Regions from separate parts of the Mus musculus genome. Here all the other regions are linked to region 1. Evidence: chromatin contacts called from public HiChIP or PLAC-seq and promoter capture Hi-C data. All regions are on one chromosome and are shown on one strand. Each heading gives the region's core, a stretch centred on a gene start, on an enhancer-like site or on the middle of the called end of the contact. The rest is flanking DNA. Distances are from core to core; before and after follow the strand shown. Region 1 holds the start of I730030J21Rik (RIKEN cDNA I730030J21 gene). Region 2 holds the start of Cers5 (ceramide synthase 5). Region 3 holds the start of Nr4a1 (nuclear receptor subfamily 4, group A, member 1). Region 4 holds the start of Larp4 (La ribonucleoprotein domain family, member 4).

Region 1 (3,380 bases), core at 463-2,962:
GGCCAACCTGAACTGCACAAAACCTTGTCTCTCACATATATAAATACACATTTCTCTTGATTATTGGGTACTTTGCCCCCTAAATTTTCCACATAAGACAAATATCTCATTTGCTATACTCTAGTACTGACCTCTACCCAGGCTTAAATCCTCTTATAACCGTCAGGCTCCCCAGTCTGACCACTGGGATCTAGAAAAGAGCGAAGGCTTGCCTGTCTTTGTATCTCCGTGTACCTGTGCTCACACAGAGGCCAGCACAGCAGACTTCAACAGTATTTAGAGGCCAGATACGGTGGTACCCCACTGTTTGAGGCAGGAGGATGTAACCCTGTGACAGGGCCACAGATCTTAGCACAGTTGACCCCGTGATGGAAGCACCATCCAGAGTGTGAAACTCAGCCCGTAGACAGCACCACCTGCAACTAAAACAGACCTAATCCACCTAAGTCCACGGCTCTGGGAAAGTCTCAGAGCGTACTAACCTTGCTTTGGCTTCTGTAGTTCTGCTTCTAGCTAACTGTTCTTGCTAACTGAAATGTGTCAACAGAATGTGGTTTTTATCCTTAAAGAGAAAAGACTTGGCTACACAGGGATCTCGTTATAACACCCAGTGTCCTGCTGGCCGGGGCCGGCTAATAGACTTCGTATCGGTTTAAACTGTGTGTGCGCAGTCATCTCTGGTGGACACCACAGAGCAGCTCTAGGCCAGCTTGAGTTGTATATAAATAAAAACCCTATTTCAAAGCACCAACAACCATAACAAAACAATCTTTAAAGGAAGGAAGGAAGGAAGAGGAAGGAAGGAAGGAAGGAAGGAAGGAAGGAAGGAAGGAAGGAAGGAGAAAGCCACCAACAACACTGTAGGATTAGAAGGTAGTGTTGTTTATTATTTACCAGAGACTAAAAGCATTAAAAAAATAAACAAACCGCACTTTGTTTTGGGTTTTGGCTGTTGTTTTAGAGTTGGGTTCTGGTTTGGTTTGGAGATAGGGTCTCATGTTCCTGAGTCTGGCCTGGATGTAGCCAAGGACTCCGGATCTCTCTTGCTTCCAACTCCCAGACACTGGGATTACAGTATACGCCACTGGCTTCAGATTTTTGGTTTTGTTAGGCTGGCCTCAAACTTACTTTGCAGTCAAGACGACCTTTAACCTCCTGACTTTTTTAAAAGTTTATTTACCCTTTATTTTATGTGCACTGGCATTCTGCCTGCATGTACATCTATGTGGGCACGTCAGATCTTGGAGTTACAGACAGTTGTAAGCTGCCATGTGGGTGCTGGGATTTGAACTCCGTTCCTCTGGAAGAACAGTCAGTGCCCTTAACCCAGTCCGCACTTCTAACCTACATCATCACACTTCTGTGATTTCTGGCCTATGCTGGTGTGGTATCTGGGGATCAAACTCAGCTCATTGGGATTGTACTTTTCCCCACAGAGGCACCTCGCCTGGCCCCCACAAGTGTTTCTGGATAAGAGGCTAGCCCTCTCTGTGAAGGGCAAGACTCCCCTCCCCTGAGTCTGCCACACTCAGAAGCCGCTGTCTCTCTCCAGGGCCTGAGAGTGGGAGGAAGGGAGCCATAAGGGGCAGAACTGACGTCACCAGCTCACAAAGCTGCCTTGTCTCTCTGCTTCAGCAGATCTGCTCCTCACTGAACTTCCTGCGCTATGGTGGGGAAGCCCCTTGAAAAAAAGAAAAAAGGAGACGGAAGTGCAGAGCACTCCAAACCAGAACCTAAATGGTAGAGCAACAAACAGCAGCCTGTGCGGGAAGATAATGAAATTTACAAAGCTTCTAGGAAGGCCCATCTCAAGTCCTTGCAGCTGAGAGAATCTGAGCCTGCCACCTCAGAAGTGCCTAAGGATGGTTGTGAGCATGTGTGGATGACTTCTTCAGGAGCCGGACAGCAGGTTGGGAGGCATCTTGTCCTGGTGCCCGATTTTCCCTTTATTTAGTACACATATAAACTTGTCATTTAACAGAAATCATGTTCTTTTCTTTTCTTTATTAGTACCGTGGGTGTGAGTGAGTGTGGGTGCTTGTGTGGAGAACAAGGACAACTTTTGGGAATCGATTCTCTTACCATGTAAGTTCTGGGGACTAAACTCAGGGATCAGAGGTTGCACAAGTGCTTTCACCTGCTGAGACACATCGATGCCCCTCCCCCCTTTTTGAGTTAGGGTCTCATGCAGCCCACAATGGTCTCAAACTTATTTAGCCAACAGTGACCTTGAACCCTGATCCTCCTGTCTCCCTCTCTCAGCTGCTTGGATTGGAGGTGTGTGTCACCGTGTTCAATTAATGAAAGCCAAATTTTAAGTGGGCTGCCACCAGCGGAGGTCAGGGTGTCCCCTTCTGCCCTGTGGTGCATCAGAACCTTCCCATGCAGTGGGGAAGGGAGCCCTCCCCAACCCCTGCTAGGAGAGAACGCAGTGTTTTAGGGATAAGTCTACAGCAGGCACCTCCAAATTAGACAGCTAGTCATTATGAAGACTTAAGTCACCTTTAAAATCATAGTCAGGCATGGTGGTTCATTTGTCTAATCCCAGCACTTGAGAGGCTGACTCACGAGGATTGAGACCAGCTTGGCTAGCTACAGGAGGCCTTTTCTTGAAATGCAAAAATGAAAGGGGGGGTGGCTCACACCTTTAATCCCCACACTAGAGAGGTAGAGGCAGGTGGATCTCTGAGTTTGAAGCCAGCCTGATTTACATAATGAATTCTCAGACAGCTAGGGTTACTTAGAGAGATTCTGAATCAGATAGATAGATAGATAGATAGATAGATAGATAGATAGATAGATAGATAGATGACCTCTGACCTGCATGTACAACACACACACACAAATCACTAAAAGAAACAGATTGAAAATGATCAAAGTGCATTATATATACATCTACGAAGTGTCATAATGAAACCTTTGTTTCCCATAACTAATGAACGCTAATCAACTTCTTATTCCCAAAGTGAACTCATTAATAACAGCTTCAGAATTTGAGGTACACACATCGGCTGGCACTCCTCGAAAAGCCAAACAGTCTCTTTCACGCTCCAAGGCAGAGTAAGAGGTCATGAGCCTACCCTGGAGCAGTCTGAGGTCCCTCAGGTCAAGTTGGGACCTGACTAAGATCACACAGTGCTGAAGGTCGAAGAGCTAAGTGAAAGGGAGGTGGGAGCAAAGGCCAAACCACCGAGTCTCACACCCAAGGGACGAGAAGCAAAGACAGCGGCGGCCCATTATCTGCAGCAGGAAATGTTGGTGATCCCAAAGCCTGGTAAAGTGTCACCCTTCACCTAAGTAAGCAAGCTCAGTAAACTTCCCCGCTGTGATCTCCTGGCCTTCCCAGAATGCCTCTGGTCCCCTCTGAGCGCTCAATTCAA
Region 2 (3,375 bases), core at 619-3,118, 960 kb after region 1:
AGAGCATCTCTGGTTGGGCCCAGAAAGCTCCTAACACTCTCCATATGCGGCATGGGATAAGGCTAACGTCTGAGAAGCACTCAGGTGAGGAACACTTTTGAGTGTCCTCACTGGGTGGCTCTTTCATGACTGGCCCTCACCTCACACTTTAAACATACCCTACTAGTTGTGAAGTTCCTTTATCTGTTGTCCTCAGACCGTAAGTTGAGATTACCATCACCGCTGTCCCCAGTTAGTTCCTGGCTATTAGCCTTGTAGCTAAGTTTTAACCAATGTTCAGGGCTCTCTGGCAATTGAAGGACAGTTTAGTCCTCTGAAAACTGCCTGGTCTCTGGTTTGTTTCCTTGTTTAGGTAGATTTACAAGAGTTCAAGGTTTGCTCTGACCATTTAAAGTTGAGGTGGGGGGCTGGAGAGATGGCTCAGCAGATAAGAGCCCTGACTATTCTTCCAGAGGTCATGAGTTCAAATCCCAGCAACCACATGGTGGCTCACAACTATCTGTAATGAGATCTGATCCCCTCTTCTGGGGGTGTCTGAAGATAGCTACAGTGTACTTACATATAATAAATAAATAGGCCAAAGCGATCTGGGCCCAAGCGGGCTGGAAACAATAAATAAATAAAAAAATAAAGTTGAGGTGGTTTGTAAGATAAGGAAATGAGAGTTCTGGAGTCTAAGTATTTTCTTTCTTTTTTTTTTAAGATTTATTTATTTATTATATCTAAGTATACTGTAGCTATCTTCAGACACTACAGAAGAGGGAGTCAGATCTCATTACAGATGGTTGTGAGCCACCATGTGGTTGCTGGGATTTGAACTCCAGACCTTCGGAAGAGCAGTCGGGTGCTCTTACCCACTGAGACATCTCACCAGCCCCTCTAATTATTTTCTAATTACAGCTGTTGGTCTATATGACTTTGGGCAAACTATTCTGCCTCTTTGGACTTCAGTTTATTCCTTCATAAACTGCTACATGACAGATGTCATTAAAACTAGCGGTCATTTATTTTCCTTTTGCCTTGTTGCTTTTTTTTCCCCCCATTACCTTCTGCCTCAAGAGGGGAGAGGAGGAACCTTTTGTCCTGTACTGTATGCAAACTGGTCTTAAAAGGAAGGGACAATTCTCTCCCTTTGGTCACCCAAGTGCGGAGCCGTCAGCTGTGAAACACTACCTCCCACAGACACTCAAAAGGGAATGGGGGTGGGATGGGGAGGTCTCATGAAGTTCATTTTGGCCCTGAACTTGCAGAGAACGACCCTGAGCCCCAAGTGGGATTACAGTGGAGGCTGGAATTACAGGCTTTTAATGTAAAGATATTTCAAAGCCTTGTGTTTTCTCTGAGAAAAAGTGAAGGTAACTTTTAAGGCCTAAAGCCAAGGAGGGGGGTGGAGATCAAGGAAGTGCAAAAAAGGAGAAGGAGGAGTAGGAGGAGGAGTATGAGGAGGAGGAGGAGGAGGAGGAGGAGGAGGAGGGGGAGGAGGAGGAGGAGGAGGAATCAACTAGGATGAACAGCACAGCCGGCTGGCTGGGACACCGGGACTGTAAGTGATGATCAGGAACGTATAGCCGGGCCGGGAGCCAGAAAGAACTTGAATCTGCTGGACTAGGAAGAGTGTTTCCAAAAGGGAGAAACTAGCCTGAGGTAGGGGTGTGACCATGGTGATGTCGAACCTGCTGAAAGAAACTGGGCGTGGCTCGGGCTGCAGGTGAGGGGCGTGACCAGGACAGGTGGGCGTGGCCAAGAAGAAATGGGCACGCGGGGCGAGGCCGGGACCCACATGAGGGGCCTGGGCTGCTGCGACGGAGAAGTGGGCGGGAAGGCGGGATGGGCGGGGAGGAGGCCATCCTTGCGGGAGAGGCGGGCTGGGCGGCTGGGAGGACCCAGGGACGGAAGAGGGTGGCCGTAGGCCGGGCCCCGCCTCGGGGCCGCCTCCCAGCGGGTTCCTTTTGCCTTGACTGCCTCCGAGGCTGTGGCGGCAGTGGCCGCCGGGCGCGCGTAAGATGGCGACTGCAGCAGCGGAAACCCTGGGCCTCCTGTGGGGTTGGCTGTGGAGCGAGAGCTTCTGGCTGCCTCAGAACGTGAGCTGGGCGGACCTGGAGGGCCCGGGCGACGGCTACGGCTACCCGCGCGCCCAGCACGTGCTGTCGGTGTTCCCGCTGGCAGTGTGCATCTTCTCCGTGAGGATGCTGTTTGAGCGGTGAGCGTTGCTGCGCGGGGCCGGGGATGGCGGGGGGTAGGGGCGGGACGCCTGGGCCGGAGACCGAGGGCCGGAAGCCGAGGCGGCGGGGCGGGGGAGCCGGGGAGCCCGGGCCGCGGCGGGGATGCTCGGAGCCCGGCGACGCGCCCCTGGAGCCTGCGTGCGCGCAGACCGCGCGAGTCTAGGGTGTGGGCGAGTGAGAGAGAATCGAGGGGAGTGCTGGGCCTCAGAAGTGCAGATCACAGAGTCGCATGGAGCTCTCGAAGGCTGCCTCCCAATCTCCAGGAACCCAAGAGTGAGTCGTGCTCCCGCAGTGCCCGGCGAGAGGAACGGGAAGGGCCTGGGAGAACCAGAATTAGCTGGGGTCCTGGAAGCTTGTGGGTTCAGTGCAAGCGCCAGAGCTTCCGAGCGACGTAGGTGGATGCATGAGATGTAATGTTTGCTAAAGTTACTTTACTTCTGGGGTTTGAAACAACAGGATCAGTTAGGCCCCAAGCCCTGATTTGTTAGCGCGTGAACGTGTTAGTATGACAGCAGACGTCTGGCTAGGATAGGGTGTGGTGAAGCCTGAGGCTTCCAACATTTGGGGAAGGTGTCAAGAGGAACTGCTGAACGGGCCTTGGAAGCCTGAGATGGGAGAAGTGGTCATTTTGAAGGCGATGGAGCCTGAGACTTTATTGGAAACAGCTTTGTGAACCAGCTTCTAAGGTGGTAGTATTCACAACATACTTTGCCCAGCTACATGCTCTGGGCAGAAGATCCCCCCCACCCCACCCCCACCCCGTTCTTCAAAGGGCTAGTCTTATCTGCTGCCAAAAAGACACTGTTCTTCAAGGATCTGATGCGATCTGTAATGAGGATCAATCATAGCTGTGTTTTTGATAAAGCTTACTCAAACTCCAAGGAAGTACTTTCCTCGTAGGCAGAGACGCCTTCTGTAAAAACCTTATCTAGAACAAACACGACACTGATGCCAGAATTCCTTTTCTAGTGTGGAGATGTGGTTAGACAAAATAATCCATTACTCAGAAGTATCTGTTTTGGATTACTTCTTTGATTTGTCTACAAGGGTTTTTTTTCTTATATCCAGCTAGTCACTAATCTGTATTTAGTAATACTATTTATCTCTTCTAAAAGTGCTATGCCAGACACTCAGATGCAAAAAGTAAATATAT
Region 3 (3,212 bases), core at 632-3,131, 530 kb before region 1:
TTTGCTGCAGCATCCAGGGTCTCAGCAAAGGTCACAAACCTGAAGCACCTGAATGACCAGGGGTAGCTGGAGGAGGCCCTTACGTTCTCATCTGGTCAAAAAAGCCCACAGAGGAGGCTCCAGGACCTAGTGTCCCTTTCCACCTCCAACTCTGGGGTCTGTACAGTTCTAGACTTTCTAGTTGAAAAGACAGGTCACACAGGAACACTGAGGCAGAGGGTGCTGAGGCAGAGGGTGCTGAGGCAGAGGGTGCTGAGGCAGAGGGTGCTGAGGCAGAGGGTGCTGAGGCAGAGGGTGCTGGGGCAGAGGGTGCTGGGGCAGAGGGTGCTGAGGCAGAGGGTGCTGAGGCAGAGGGTGCTGAGGCAGAGGGTGCTGAGGCAGAGGGTGCTGAGGCAGAGGGTGCTGAGGCAGAGGGTGCTGGAGCAGAGGGTGGGGTGGAGAAAAAGACTATCACCACCTGCTGGCCCTTGAGACCCTCTAGTCCCAGTATTTCTCCCATTCCCCACACCACCCCTGGGTGCCTAGCCAGGACAGCTCCACCGCTGGCTAGGCATACGACTTCCCATAAAACAGCACCCCCCCCCCAACCAGTTCCCACCCCGCCTGCCCCGTGTCAAGTCCCTAGGGCATACAGCACCTGGGAGAAAGAAAGAAATATGGCCACTTCTGCCTCTGTTTGCAAGAAGCCTGGGAAGGGATGGGTTGGGGGTGGAGGAAGAAGGGTGGCAGCCAGTCAGGACTGGGCGTTTGTTCCAGCTCCATTCAAATCCTGTTTCTCCACTTGGACATCCTACATCCGGATCAACCCCCACCAATCTACCCAGCTTCAGGCCGATAGTCCGCAACACAAGATACAGATCTGCATCTAGCCTCCTGAGGGGGTGGGGGTGTCTCAAGGAGGAGGAAGAGGCGGGGTTGAAAGAGGGAGTGGGAGAATCCGGCTTGGGGCAGGTCCTGGCAACACCTGTTAGGTGACCAAGCCCGCAGGCTGCACCCTACCTAACAGACTCAAAAGACCACTGGGGTATACAAGTCTGTCTGATGACAGAAGGGGTCTCCCCCCTAGTCAGTACTACATCGAGACTCTATCGTGAGCAACTTCCACCCAGGCTCCACGTGCGGCTTTCAGTAGCTGCACCAGGCTACAGCTCCTAGGTTTCTAGATACTCTGACAACTTAGTCTAACACAACCATTACCCAGCCAACCTAGCTAGCCATTTCCTTCAGCAACCCCCAGGTCTTCCAGCACGGTTCAGAAAGAAAGTTCGGTAAGGGAATCAGAAAATCTAAGTACAGCCTATGAAGTATTAAGTAAACACTGGGAAAGGGGGCTGAGAGCCCGGGAAGGAGACCCGTGGAAATCCAATCTTACTTGTACTTGGATGGATCCCAGCAACGCCGAAGCTCTGAGTACCTTTTCCCAGTCCATGCTCAGACAACCCCCTACCCGGCAATCAACACCCAAACCCAGAGTACAGAGTGCCTCACACTGGAGATCCTAGCGGGGAAACCTCCTAAACAAGCGCCCACTACCTACCAAAACCAAGCACCTTGCAGACCCTTCGCCCGCTTCCTAAACTTCAAGCCCTGGCTCACCCTACTCCAAGAGCTATCCTTTAATACCAAAAATGCACCCTACACACCCCTCCTCGTAAGCCGACCCGAAAACACCCTTCCTTTTCGCCCGCGCGTACACCCCATCTCTTTCATGCACTGTCCCTAGAAACAGAAACACGCTCCCTGCGGGGTACCTACCCAGCCGGCTCCCACTCCCTGTGGCCGGGACCAGCGACCCAGTCGCAGCCTGGTCCCGCGTGCGCTCCGCTCCGCAGTCCTTCTAGCACACTCCCCCAACTTTCGCAGCCTCCTGCACTGGGGCTCCCCTGGCGAGCCCGACCCACATCTTAAGCGCTCCGTGACGCATGGAGAGGGGCGGGGGCGCCACTGACGCACACGGCCCGGCGAGCTTTGGCCATACAAGGGCGCGGGGGGCGGCGCGGTTCCGGCGGGAGGCGGCCAGGAGGAGGCGCGGGGACGGGGAGCCCGAGGGGGCGGGGCGAAGAGGGGGGGCCTGGAATGTCTGCGCGCGTGACGCACGCGGGGTTCCATTGACGCAGGGAGCGCGGATTGTTTGATCTATAAATAGTTTTCCTCTCGCCCGCTGCGCCGGCTAAATATAGTAGCTTCCAGACCCACTAGGCTCACCAAGCCGGACCCGGGATCGGGTCCCGGGGTCCGAAATAACCGACCAGGAGGAGGGGGTGTTGTAAATCCGTGCCCGCAGGGCTTCCCCAGAACAGGATCTCCTCCCCTCCAGCTGCTCCTGGTGCCAACAGCTCCCTCTCCCTCCTGCCCACCCCTACCCCAGGCCCTGCTCCGCTTTTGTCCCTTTCCCAGTCTGTCCTGGACACCTAGGGTATCACTCTCTGCCATTCTGAGCAGCCAGGGCAGTTCAGGGCTGAGGCAAGCCATTCTGGGACACACCCAGAAGATAGGAGGTGGGCTGGGCCCGTGCCTCAGCCTTGGCAATGTGCAGGGTCTCTAGCCCCAGGACTGAGGACAGGCACTCTGGCCTTCAAGGTTCCTTCCCAAAGGGCATAGCTTTGCCAGGCTGGGTCAACGGGCTCGGCTCCACACCGATGCTGGTTTCTCAGCGATGGCCTCTTAACCCCTCGCAGGATGGATGCACCCTAGTTGAGAAATTGCCGAATTTCAGAACCGGGTGGAGCCTGAGAAATCTTTCCAAACTCTTGCCAACTCTTCCCCATTTTATAAATAGATTCAGAGACATAATGGTACTTGTTCAAGGTCACTAAGCTAGGTAGTAGCACAATGGGGTCTTGAACCCAGGGCCATCGAACTCCATCTCCTTTTCACACTCTTCTGTCAATTCCCTGGTCCCAGTCCCTGATGGGGACCCACCTGCCTCCCCACTACCTGCTCCAGCAGTGAAGAGAGCAGCTGTAACCAGTTACTGCTTGCAGGGAAGGGTCTGGCCAGGGCTGTACTCAAAGTGCAGACCAGGCTGCAGCCACCTGGAGCTGTCACCCTGCAGGTCACATCTCCATCCCAGTCTAAGCTAAAGGAAACCTCATTTGTAGTCAGGTAAGAGAAAGGAAGGGGTATGGAGAAAAGATTCAGTGGTTAGCTTTCCCTACTAGGGATTCTCTTTGCAGTATCTCTATCCCATCCTTGACCCCACCCCCTGGTTC
Region 4 (3,037 bases), core at 452-2,951, 760 kb after region 1:
TAAACAGAAAGATTGAGTCCACTGTTCGAAATTTTTAGTGGACTGTTTCAAATATCCAAATGAATACATACTACTGACCTTCAGCATACATTAATTAAGCGTCTTTAACGCCTAATTTTTAGGATCCCAAACTTATCAACTGAAAGGTAGATCAGTAATGAGGGAAAATGAGTATAGAAGATATAAGCAGTTATTTGCTTAATATACAATACACGTGTTTGTGTGAAAATGTCCTTATGTAACACAATACCAAGTACAACGAATATACACAATGAAAAATAAGAATTGCTTATTTACTTTATGCCAGACTACCCTAAGATTCTCCCACCACCACTCTGAACACTCTTTGCCCCTAAGTTAGCCCCATCTTCCAAGTCCATTATACAACCTGTGATTCCGTCTCTCATGAAAAGATTCTTTTTATGGGCATAGTTAACAAATGCCAAGTTGCAAAGTTGCAGCTTTGCTGGATTGACGTTTTCACAATGTAAGAACAATATGATCTGGAATCTACTCAAAGCATTTGCCAGGCAGTCAGCTGATGCTCACTCAACACAACCGGGCAGAAACGAGAGAAATTAAACTTCATTATTTGTCTAAGACAGGTAATCACTACCTTGAAATCTCAAACAGGCGGACGGTAGACGGTCCAATAGAAACGGTATTTCCACCGATCCAACACCACCACAAAACCCCGGCTTCACCTAAGTTTCTCTCCTCCTTTGCAATTTTCCTTGTAACTGGCCCCGAACAGGTTCGCGGAATCAACCCGCACCACGCAGCCGCAGCCCGAGTAACTTTTACAAAAGGTCAGAGCGGTGCCTTTCAAGGCTTCCGACCCCTGTGGGGCTTCGCCGTTCGCACCAGCTCGCTTTCTCCCCCCGCACCCCCCTCGAACGTTCCAGAGCCGGCGGACGCAACCCAACAAAATTTTGGTGCAGCTTGGGGGGTCCGGAGGTGGGGGGAGCGGGCGAGCTTTCTACTCTCTTAAAAAAAAAAAAAAACAACAACAACACGCCCCTCCCCAGTTAGCGAGACAAAACCCCACCGCGCCCGCAGTTCCCCTTCTCCCGCGCTCCCACATGTTGCTCGCTCCGTCCCAGGCGGCCCCGCGAGGCCTCGCTCACCCCCAGCGCGCCCACCTGATCGCCCTTTCTCCGCAGGCTCCGCCCCCGCCGCCCGCCCGCCCGCTCGCCTCCTTCAGGAGCTCCATATGGGACACCCTCGGCTCCCTCGGCTCCTCACGCCACCTCAGCCCAGCCCCCGACGCGCCGCCTTCCCTTTCCCTGCCGCCGGGGGCCTCGACCCACACAGGCTCCTCGGGCCTGCGGAGGGCACAGCGGGGCTGCACGGCCTGCACGGCCCAGGTGCTGTGTCAGCCTCTCGTCGGGCTCCGCGGCGTGGACGGCCTGGAAAGTCACATGGCGGTGGGACCGGCCCGCGCCCCGAACACTCCGGCTCTTCTCAGAGCCCGACCGGGCGACCCGAGCCACTCACCTCAACGAAGAGCAACATGTCTGCTTCCGCTCGGCCCGATCGTTCACGCTGCCGCGACTCCAACTGGCTCCCAGGCCCGGGCCCCGGTCGGTAGGATAAGGACACTCGCCTTGCCCCTCCACCCGGCAGTGGACCCGGCTCCTCCCCCGCCGTCAGCCGCTGCGCCCTGACCCGCCCAGTCCCTCCTCCCGGGAAGCAACAACTGTTTCCGGTTCTGGAGGAAAACTGCTTCCGGGGGCGGAGGGCCTGCCCGCCCCTGTGCGTGCTTCGCTCCGGCAGGCTCGTCTGTGGCGGCGAAGGCGAAAGTGTGTGGTACGTGTCGCGTGTGGGTCGACGCCCGGGAGGCCGCGCCGGGCTGTGCAAAACGCTCACTAAAGCATTTGTACTTTCTACCAAAAAGCTGACACCGCACTGCTAACCCTTGCGCAGATTCGTGGTTAAAAACCTAGGTCCGATTAAAAAGCGACCGAGTGCACCCGCCCCTGCTGATGACGTACTGGCTCCTCCCGCCCCTCATTAGAAAAAAAAAAAAAAAAGCTGAAGAGGGAGCTAAGATACTCTTCAGCTACTCAGTGCTTGTACTTTACTAAGCATTTTGCATAAGTTAATCTTAAGACCCTATGAATGTATTGTTGGAGGAGTGCTGGAACAGTCAGATTCCTTTCGCTACAACTTTGATAAAACTTTAGCCCAAGCCCCTCGGAATCAGGTCTCATTAACATAATGATGCTCCGCTGTGATGCTTAATGCTCTACTAAAAATAATTAGCCTAGATCTCTTCTTTATTATGTTTTCATAGTCAAATAAAATAGTATACAAATATTTAATTATTTTTACTAGAGTTATTCTTCCTCTACCAGTCTCTATTGCTCCAGTTTCAAACACTTTTTTTTTTTTTAATTTAAAAAAACATGAGCCGGGCGTGGTGGCACACGCCTTTAATCCCAGTACTTGGGAGGCAGAGGCAAGCGGATTTCTGAATTCAAGGCCAGCATGGTCTACAGAGGGAGTTCCAGGACAGCCAGGGCTACACAGAGAAACTCTGTCTCAAAAAAAACAAAAAAATAAAAAATTTACATATATATATTTGTGTGTGTGTGTGTTTCCGTTTTTTTGAGACAGGGTTTCTGTGTAGACTAGGTTGTTCCCGGAACTCACTTTGTAGACCAGGCTGGCTTGAACTCACAGAGATCTACCTATCTGCCACCTGAATGCTGGAACAACACCTTAAAGTGATGTTTTCATTTCATCAACTCTTGCTTGTTTTCTTGTTTTTTTTTTTTTTTTTTTTCCCCACTTTGAGACAGGGTTTCTCTGTGTAGATCTTGGCTGTCCTAGAACTCACTTTGTGGACCTGGCTGGCCTAGAACTCAGAAATCCGCCTGCCTGTGCACCCCCACCCCCACCCCCACCGAGTGCTGAGATTAAAGGTGTGTGCCACCATGCCCAGCCCTCTTTATCTTTCTTAAAAATTTATTTTCATTCTATACATATGGCTCTTTGCCTGCAGGCATGTATATGCTCCCTCCTGCATGCCTGG

The links. Promoter capture Hi-C pulls out the DNA fragments that hold promoters and counts their contacts. HiChIP or PLAC-seq counts read pairs in DNA pulled down with a chosen protein or histone mark.
Region 2: a promoter capture Hi-C map of pre-B cells shows a contact between it and region 1, with 3 times the contacts expected there. The contact joins the promoter of Cers5 here to the promoter of I730030J21Rik in region 1. A contact is called at or near these places in 2 of 39 promoter capture datasets (hippocampal neurons and pre-B cells).
Region 3: a contact with region 1 is called in an H3K27ac HiChIP or PLAC-seq map of thymic regulatory T cells, with 3 times the contacts expected there. The contact joins the promoter of Nr4a1 here to the promoter of I730030J21Rik in region 1. A contact is called at or near these places in 1 of 39 promoter capture datasets (embryonic stem cells), 2 of 484 Hi-C or Micro-C datasets (CD4 T cells and CD8 T cells), 2 of 115 datasets of contacts at active chromatin or transcription factors (regulatory T cells and thymic regulatory T cells) and 1 of 9 other capture datasets (macrophages).
Region 4: a contact with region 1 is called in an H3K4me3 HiChIP or PLAC-seq map of bone marrow-derived macrophages, with 4 times the contacts expected there. The contact joins the promoter of Larp4 here to the promoter of I730030J21Rik in region 1. A contact is called at or near these places in 2 of 39 promoter capture datasets (hippocampal neurons and pre-B cells), 1 of 484 Hi-C or Micro-C datasets (embryonic stem cells), 3 of 115 datasets of contacts at active chromatin or transcription factors (bone marrow-derived macrophages, extraembryonic endoderm stem cells and large pre-B cells) and 1 of 9 other capture datasets (liver).

What each region holds. Positions count from the first base shown.
Region 1 is chr15:100,731,069-100,734,448 of GRCm38.p6, reverse strand. It overlaps I730030J21Rik (RIKEN cDNA I730030J21 gene), which reads left to right and starts at 1,712. Exons shown (of 3, transcript NR_045782.1): 1 at 1,712-1,909; 2 at 2,011-2,085.
Region 2 is chr15:99,771,008-99,774,382 of GRCm38.p6, reverse strand. Cers5 (ceramide synthase 5) reads left to right here and starts at 1,868. Exons shown (of 10, transcript NM_028015.2): 1 at 1,868-2,200. The coding sequence starts at 2,004.
Region 3 is chr15:101,265,515-101,268,726 of GRCm38.p6, reverse strand. It overlaps Nr4a1 (nuclear receptor subfamily 4, group A, member 1), which reads right to left and starts at 1,881. Exons shown (of 7, transcript NM_010444.2): 1 at 1,756-1,881.
Region 4 is chr15:99,971,444-99,974,480 of GRCm38.p6, reverse strand. It overlaps Larp4 (La ribonucleoprotein domain family, member 4), which reads right to left and starts at 1,701. Exons shown (of 16, transcript NM_001024526.2): 1 at 1,498-1,701. The coding sequence starts at 1,515. It overlaps 2310068J16Rik (RIKEN cDNA 2310068J16 gene), which reads left to right and starts at 1,194. Exons shown (of 1, transcript NR_028124.1): 1 at 1,194-2,314.